Regions from separate parts of the Sus scrofa genome. Here region 2 is linked to region 1. A link is a contact called in public Hi-C data. All regions are on one chromosome and are shown on one strand. Each heading gives the region's core, a stretch centred on a gene start, on an enhancer-like site or on the middle of the called end of the contact. The rest is flanking DNA. Distances are from core to core; before and after follow the strand shown.

Region 1 (3,734 bases), core at 883-3,382:
TAATCTATTTTTAGTCAGTATATTATATTTCAAATATATATGCCACGTCCCTTCAGAATAAGACAGAAACAAAGGGAATTAAGAGGACTGATTAAATATTCAAAATTCAATGGGAAGGAAATTGGTGCGTCTGTATTAGCTTTCTTTCTGTTGGAGTTGGCTGAACAAAGGAAATTCTGTACTTCCTCGAAGAGAAGCAGAGCTATGAAGTGTAATCATGCAGATGATTAGCGCTCCCACCCTCCCCAACGCAAAAAGGAAATTCAGTTTGGCTGGAATGAGACACAGATTTCACCCAATCCTCTCCTTGAACATGAACTGGGAAACGTGGCCAAAGACAGCAGGTGAGCATCATCGCATCTCCCAGGCAAGCGTGGGCGCTGAGGGCAATTAAAATGCTTCCTTCGAGTCACTGATACTCAGTAACCAAAGAAGCAAGCAATCTCTTGCCGCCAAAAGTTGAGCAGGTTTCTCTCAAATTGCTTACTTTCCCATGACAACCATTTTTTAAAGTTCTTAATCACAACTGATTTTGTGAGTGTAACGCATCTTCCTTCTTATGAAAATGACCAACAGGACAGAATAGCGTGATAATCTATAGTTATAGCTGCATGGAAATAGGATGGCTTATTTTATAAATCATAGTATGGTTTCCATAGCACGGACTTTTTTTTTTAATGTTCTCAAGCTTTTGAAAATAAGTGATTTTTTTTTTTTTTAACTAGCTCAACCAATACTTTGAAGGTGTTAACAGACCCGCCAGGCTAGAATGGAATGCTGAGTAAAAAAGCACTACATTAAAAAAGAAGATAGCATGCTTCTTTAATTTTTTTTTTTTTTAACCTTGCTTGCTTATTTCCTTCCAACATTTTGTTTCCAATACCAGGACTGGCTACTTACCATGTTTGGTTTAAGAACCGTTTTGAGAAAGTAAGAACTTAGATATATTTTATACACATTTTCCAAAATATCTATATAGCATTCACATACATAAACGTTTAAAGACAATTCTAAATGTTATCAGAGAGTAGGGAGAAGCTGTGAATATTCTCAATAGTTAATAGCATCACGCCAAACTCAGCTATTTTTGCTGAAATCTGTATCCCCTACGGTGTCTTCAGAGCTGCATAAATAAATAAATAAATAGAAACACGCTAAAGTCCGCGGGGCCAATGCTTTATGAAAGAATAAAAGGAAAAACAAAAAGGAGCAAAGTGATCTTTTCCCTTCTGAGAAACACGCTCACGCTCTAATAACGTTTCTGAGGACGCTATTCCTAATTCCAAATTGGTGTAAAGAGGTTGGCTTTACACGAATATTCGGCCGAGGCGGCTGCGCCTGGTCCCACGGGCTGGATGCAGCTTCCCCACAACTACTCAGCTGCGCTCTCCCCGCGTCCCTCAGCTTTGCCAAGGCCAGTACGTCAAGTTCATGCTCGGCAATCTAGCGCGGCCGGTGTCCTCCGCCCCAAGTTCTCTTAAAATGAGGACCCTTTCGAAATGCATACATCTCACAGTGTTTGTATCCCAGAAAAGATTTCTTTATGGAAAGAAGCAAACCTGTTCTGAAACGCTGAGTATCCCAGACGCTGTTCTTCAAGGTTCCCAACTATGCGACTCAACACCCGTCTACCTTCGGCCTCAGTCCCTCGGCCACACCTGCGCTCAGGAAGCTCCGGGTTCAAGGTTAAGTCCCGGATTCCGAGATGCGGAGACACTTTTCAACGCGCGTCCTGGGAGCTGATCACCAAGGGAGAGGGACGCGCCACCGTCCACCTGTGCCTTTCGGTGGCGGGGAGGGCGAGGCGGCAGGGTCCCGGGGCCGCCGGGGACCCCGCGGCAGGGGAGCCCGCGGGTCGCCTCTGGAAGGCTCCTCTTACCTCTGAAACGCGCGAGCGCAGCGGCGCGGGGCGGCGGGCGAGTGGCGAGGCGGACGGCGAGGCTGCGCGCCCAGCATCCCGCGTTCCGGGACTGCACCCCCGCCGCCGAGCGCGGCTCCCGCAGCCCCGCCCGGGTCCGCCCCCGACGGCGCGGGAAGGGCGGCACCCGGCGGGCGGGGGCCTTGGCGAGCCCGCGAGAGCCGCCCCGCCCGGTCTGGGCAGCGCATCCTTTCCTGCCCGCGCCCGGCTGGCCCGCTGCTGATCAGGAAACCAGGCAGGAAACGCGCGGCCGGCCAGGGCCTGCGGGGAGGGAGTGCGGGCCCCCAAGCACACACATCCAGGGCCGGCCGGCGGGAGCCGGATTTAAGGGCGAGCTCCCCACATTTCCTATTCAATCACTTCTCTCTCCTCCGCCCCCTTGTCACAGGCTTCTGGGGGACCCCCAAGTCAGTCACTGAGGTGGCGTAACTGGTGGGCTGCCAACTTGGTTCCCCTCAAAATTTGGTTTCCCAAAGGCCATTGAAGAGATTCAAAAGAGAACAGTTCAGGTAAGGTGTATATCTTGCTTTTTTCTTTCTCAGGAGCCAGAAGTGGTTATTCAATTAAAAATAGCATTTTAAAAACTCTAATCCGGAAGTGTTAAATTTGTGCTTTTAAAAGAATTCCAGAGGATAGAGTTCCACCTTAACAGCCGGGCTTGTTTTTGAATAGGCTGTAAAGTGCAATGCAGCTTACCATTAACATACTAATGCGTGCTAACAGAAATCGGTGCCCCGACGTGGCCCCCGGGGAGCTGGTGATTGGAAAGAGGCACCAGAAAACTTTGGGGGATGACAGATATCTTCGATTGGTTGGGGTGTGAATTACATGGATGTATTAGGCATTTGTCAAAACATGTAACTCAAAGACTGCATTTCACTGTAAAATTTACCTCATTAAAAAAAAAAAAAAAACTCAATACACCATTTGCACATCCTCAAATCTGTCACTCAATCTTTTAAAAGGTAACACAATTATTTGATTATCAGAGCTATCAGGTTATCAGAGGTACCAAACCAGCAAAGCATCTGTCTTATCAAATAATTAATGCTAGGAGTACTGATTAAATCCATCCAGTTTCAAAAAAGGCTTTAACGTGTTAGCTAAAAAAAAAAAAATGTACAATGTGAGAGCTGTGGGGTTTTCTCTGGAGCAAAATGAGAACTATAGCCCAGGAACTTCTCTGAAGAGGTGGGGGGGAGGGTAGGAGTAGGTCTGTATATACGTAATTTTGCAGGGGCATACGTGCATCCAAACACACATTTTGGCAGAGGCTTGCTGCTATCAAGAGAAGGTTGCTGCTAGTCACAAGGAGCAGATAGATGTCTCTGTTAATGATTGCGGTGCTTTTCTAGATCTAAGATGCCAAAAAAATTGGGCTCATAAAATCTGGAGTTCCCACTTCAGTGCAGTAGGGAAGGATCCAGAGTTGCAGCAGCTGTGGTGTAGGTCGCAGCTGCAGCTTGGATTTGTTTCCTGGCCCAGGAATTTCCACATGCCACAGGTGTGGAAGTGTGGAAAAAGAAAAAAGAAAATCTTCACCCGAAAATATCTGTCCGAAGGTCCGTTCTGCGGGTTTTTCCCAGAGCAGAGAGGGCCTCAGGCCTGATCTTCACCCTGAACTCCTTTCAGGCATGCTGCAGGTCAGTGACTGAAGTGACTGGTGACTTACTCCTTGTAGAGGCAGATGGCAAATGACCATTTTTAGTGGGCAGAGTTTCGCTGTCCGAATTGTCCAGTCCAACATCTATTCCGTCAACTCAAGTTGAGAACTCCTTTTAAAACTACATGCCCTAGGCCCAGCCATTTTTGGTTT
Region 2 (3,481 bases), core at 311-2,810, 37 kb after region 1:
TCATACAAAGGTACAAACGATTTTGTTTTTTTTATTGGTTTTGAAGATACCACAGTTAAATTCTGTGCCAGCCAAGGTATTCTAATTTGCATACTGGAATTCCAGAAAAGGGCAGAGCCTGTGGCTCTGCAAAAGCCTGACTTGCCAGCAGGGAGAGGCTTGGGGAGTCTCTGAAGACCAACCTGCCAATGTCCAGAATTACAGTTGGGCGGGTGGGGAAAACCTCCAGCTCCCCGAGGGCCAGGGCTGGGGAGGGGGGTTGATTTGTTTCCCATTTACGACAAGAGTTCCAAAGGTGTAACCTCGGTTTGAAAACCCAAAAACCTTTAGCTTGTTGCTCCAACCAAAAGATGCCAGCCCAATACAAGATCAAATTAATGAAAGGACTGAAGCAGTAAACAGAGTTGAGGCCAACGAAATGATTTAAGGAAAAGACTTTGACTCCAAAATGGAAATATGAAACAATGCCCTCCAAGAGGCAGAGAACCTTGGGCCCTCGGTCCCGTCAGCCTTGCCTCCGAAGGAAGGTTGTGACCCAGGCCCTCTGCTACCTTCAAGGCAGGAGGCCTCCAGCTTCTGCAAAGCATGATCAGGAAAAGCTGAGTCCAGGAACCCATGCAAAAGTACAACAGGAAGTTCCTCTAACGAAACTGCAAGGAAGTAGAGGGTGCAGGGAAAACTTGTGCAAACGAAAAACGCTGGGGAGGAAACGGGTTTTTAAATTTTTTTTTCCTAATTCCAGCTTATACATTTCCCCAGAACAGGATGACAGTTTGCAGTTTGAGAGAAGTCTCCAGGGAATGTCTTACACAGTATTTTTCCCTCTCAGTTTGCAAACAGATCTCCTAAGGTTTAAGCTCGGGTGACCAGGCATGGCCTACTACATCGCTGTACAAAGCAAATCATCAAAACCCTTTTCTTAGGTCACCCCCTCCCCCCAAAAAAACCCGCAGAGCCTTTGGCCAAGGCGTCCCAAGGAGAGGCTGACACCTCCTTTCGAGGTCCTTCCAAAGCCGTCCCCCAGACGCTCCGGCCGCGACAGCCGGGAGTCCCCCGGGCGCCCCCAGGTCCCAGCGCCGAAGCCACGCCCGGTTCGCGAGCGCAGGACCCGGGGCCTCCCGACGAGGGCGGAACCGGCCTGCCCGCCGCCCGTCCGCCGCGATCGGGGCGCTGAATCCGGGTTCCCAGACCGCGCCGCGCTCGGCCCGCGCCCTCCGAGCGGCCCGAAGGAGTCTCTCCCGGGCCGGAGGGGCCGCCACCCACCGCGTCCCCGGGAGCCGTTCCAAAGTCGGGCCGAGCCGAGCGCCGGACGGGCTCCGGCGGGCGGGGGCGGCGCCGAGAGTCGAGCCGGGGGCCGGGGAGCGACCCGGGCCGCCTCCCTACCTTCTCCTCGCCGTCGTAGATGCGCACCCCGCGCTGCTGGATCACCAGGGTCTCGTTGATCTCCAGGAGGCCGCTGGTCCACACGAAGCGGTCCATGGCCGCCGCCTGGCCGGCCCCCGCCTCACTCCCGCGCTGGCGCTCCGGGGCGGCCAGCCGAGCGCCGGGCAGCCTGCGGCGCCCTCTGGCGGCAGGCGGAGAGGAGGCCGGCAGGGAGGGAGAGGTCCAGCCCGGCCGCCCTGGGGAGCGCGCGCCGCCGGGGGGCGGGAGGGCGCCCGGAGACCTGGAGACAAGCTTGGCGCGCCCTCTGGTGGTACATCCGCCAATGGCCCGGGGGGAACTTCCACCCCATCCTTTGTCCAGATGGGGCACAAACCCAGATCTTACAAAGGACTTCGAGGGAGCCCAGATTGCAGCCTGGACCTCCTTATTGTGCATTATTCCTGCATATTTGTGCCATTTCCTTCTCAGTGCCCAGCATGCTGTCATATTCATTCAAAGCTGTAAATGATGACTTTTTTCCCTAATGAATATTTATGACCTGAATTCTTTTCACATAGCTTCAGTCAGTGTATAAGTACTTATTTTGTGCTCTCCTCTTTTTTCCCATTAAAATCATCTTTATTTAAACACTTGCATTAACATAGACCTCATGAATTTACTCCAGATAATATTCAGTGTGTAGATGTCTTAAAATTTACCTGTGGGTTGGTCCCCACAAACTGGTCCCTGAGTGCTACTCCCATCTGCTGGGCCTCTTGCTGCTGTCCCTTTCATTTCTTTAGATATTTTACATTATAAATGAAGCACCTATATTTGTACTTCTGCAACTGAAATGCATTTTCCCCTTTAGGATTATTTTCTTAAAGTGTCTTCCCAAAGTAGAATTACAGCTTTAAAGAGACCCTGCTACATACTGGGGACTTATTTAGCTAGGATGTGCTGCCACCAGCAAGTCAGTCTTTACCCAGGCCAAGTCGCTTTGACTACATTGAGTGTTATCCCTTCTGTAAATTTTTTTACCACTCAACTGTTTATTCTTGTTTCCTTTGTGTGTGTGTGTGGATGAGGCTATTTCTGAATATCTGTTATTCTTTGATTATCTTTTAATCCAAAGGAAATCATCTCCCTGAAGCTAACAGCTCACACTGTACAAAATTGCTCAGGAACATGGGACAATTCATTGAGACCAAAGTAACACAGGTCAGGGGAGGAAAGGGTGCAGAAAAGGAGGTGGAGCTGCTGGGGAGGTTGGGCGACAGCAGGAGGGTGTGGAATCCTGGAAACCAAGTGGAAAGAGGGTACAGGCGGAAGGACGGGTGGGTCAGGGGACTGATCACTGCTTTTACCCTGTGGATGTTTGGTGGCCTTGGCAGGAGTGGGTCCAGTGGGGTGGTGGAAGACCATCTTCGTGGAGTGATTTTTTTAAAAGAGAAAAAGAGGAGAGGACTTACAGGCAGGGAACTAGACGAGCCTTTGGAAGAATTTGGTTGGTTTGGTTTTTATGTGTTGGTTTCTTTGCCCAGAAGCAGAAGGGGAAGTGAGATTGCCAGAGAGTTTGGTTGGTTGGTTGGTTGGTTGGTTGGTTTTTAAGGCGGAACAAATAATATGTGTGACTGCTGAGAGCAGTGATCGAAGTCAAAAACCTGATAAGTGATTGGTGGGGGATTTGATGGAGGGACCTCGCTGAGTGAAAGAAGAGCGCACCGGAGAGGGTCAGAGAGCTTTCTAATCAGAGGAGAGCAGAGAATGTGGGTCCAGACACTGATTTCTGTGGTGGCAACCTGCGAAGATTCTCTGGACTGTTGCAGGTTTCCCAGATGAGGAAGCAAAGCTAAGAGAGGGGAGTGAAGCGTGAGGGGCACAAGAGGGCCTTGATCGCTGTGGCTGAAATCTCTGTACACCGATGCCAAAGAGAAACGCGGAGACAGAGTTGAAAGAAAGAGGAAAAGTAGCTCTAATTGCCAGGCAGAGAGGGGACACAGCAGCAGGCAAGGACGGCGCCCTCCTTGGAGGGGACGATGAGGGGTCTTAGAGTGTTCAAAAACAGGGCATTAGCAGCTCATGGACCTTTTCCTGACGGGTGGATGGTGAGGTCATT

What was found. Hi-C and Micro-C count contacts between places; a contact is called where the count stands out from the background.
Region 2: a contact with region 1 is called in a Hi-C map of embryonic fibroblasts, with 2.0 times the contacts expected there. The contact joins the promoter of VPS36 here to the promoter of THSD1 in region 1. A contact is called at or near these places in 8 of 47 Hi-C or Micro-C datasets (brain, embryonic fibroblasts, heart right ventricle and 4 more) and 1 of 2 datasets of contacts at active chromatin or transcription factors (skeletal muscle).

What each region holds. Positions count from the first base shown.
Region 1 is chr11:15,695,899-15,699,632 of Sscrofa11.1, forward strand. It overlaps THSD1 (thrombospondin type-1 domain-containing protein 1), which reads right to left and starts at 2,133. Exons shown (of 6, transcript XM_005668378.3): 1 at 1,560-2,133.
Region 2 is chr11:15,733,909-15,737,389 of Sscrofa11.1, forward strand. It overlaps VPS36 (vacuolar protein-sorting-associated protein 36), which reads right to left and starts at 1,561. Exons shown (of 13, transcript XM_005668376.3): 1 at 1,384-1,561. The coding sequence starts at 1,479.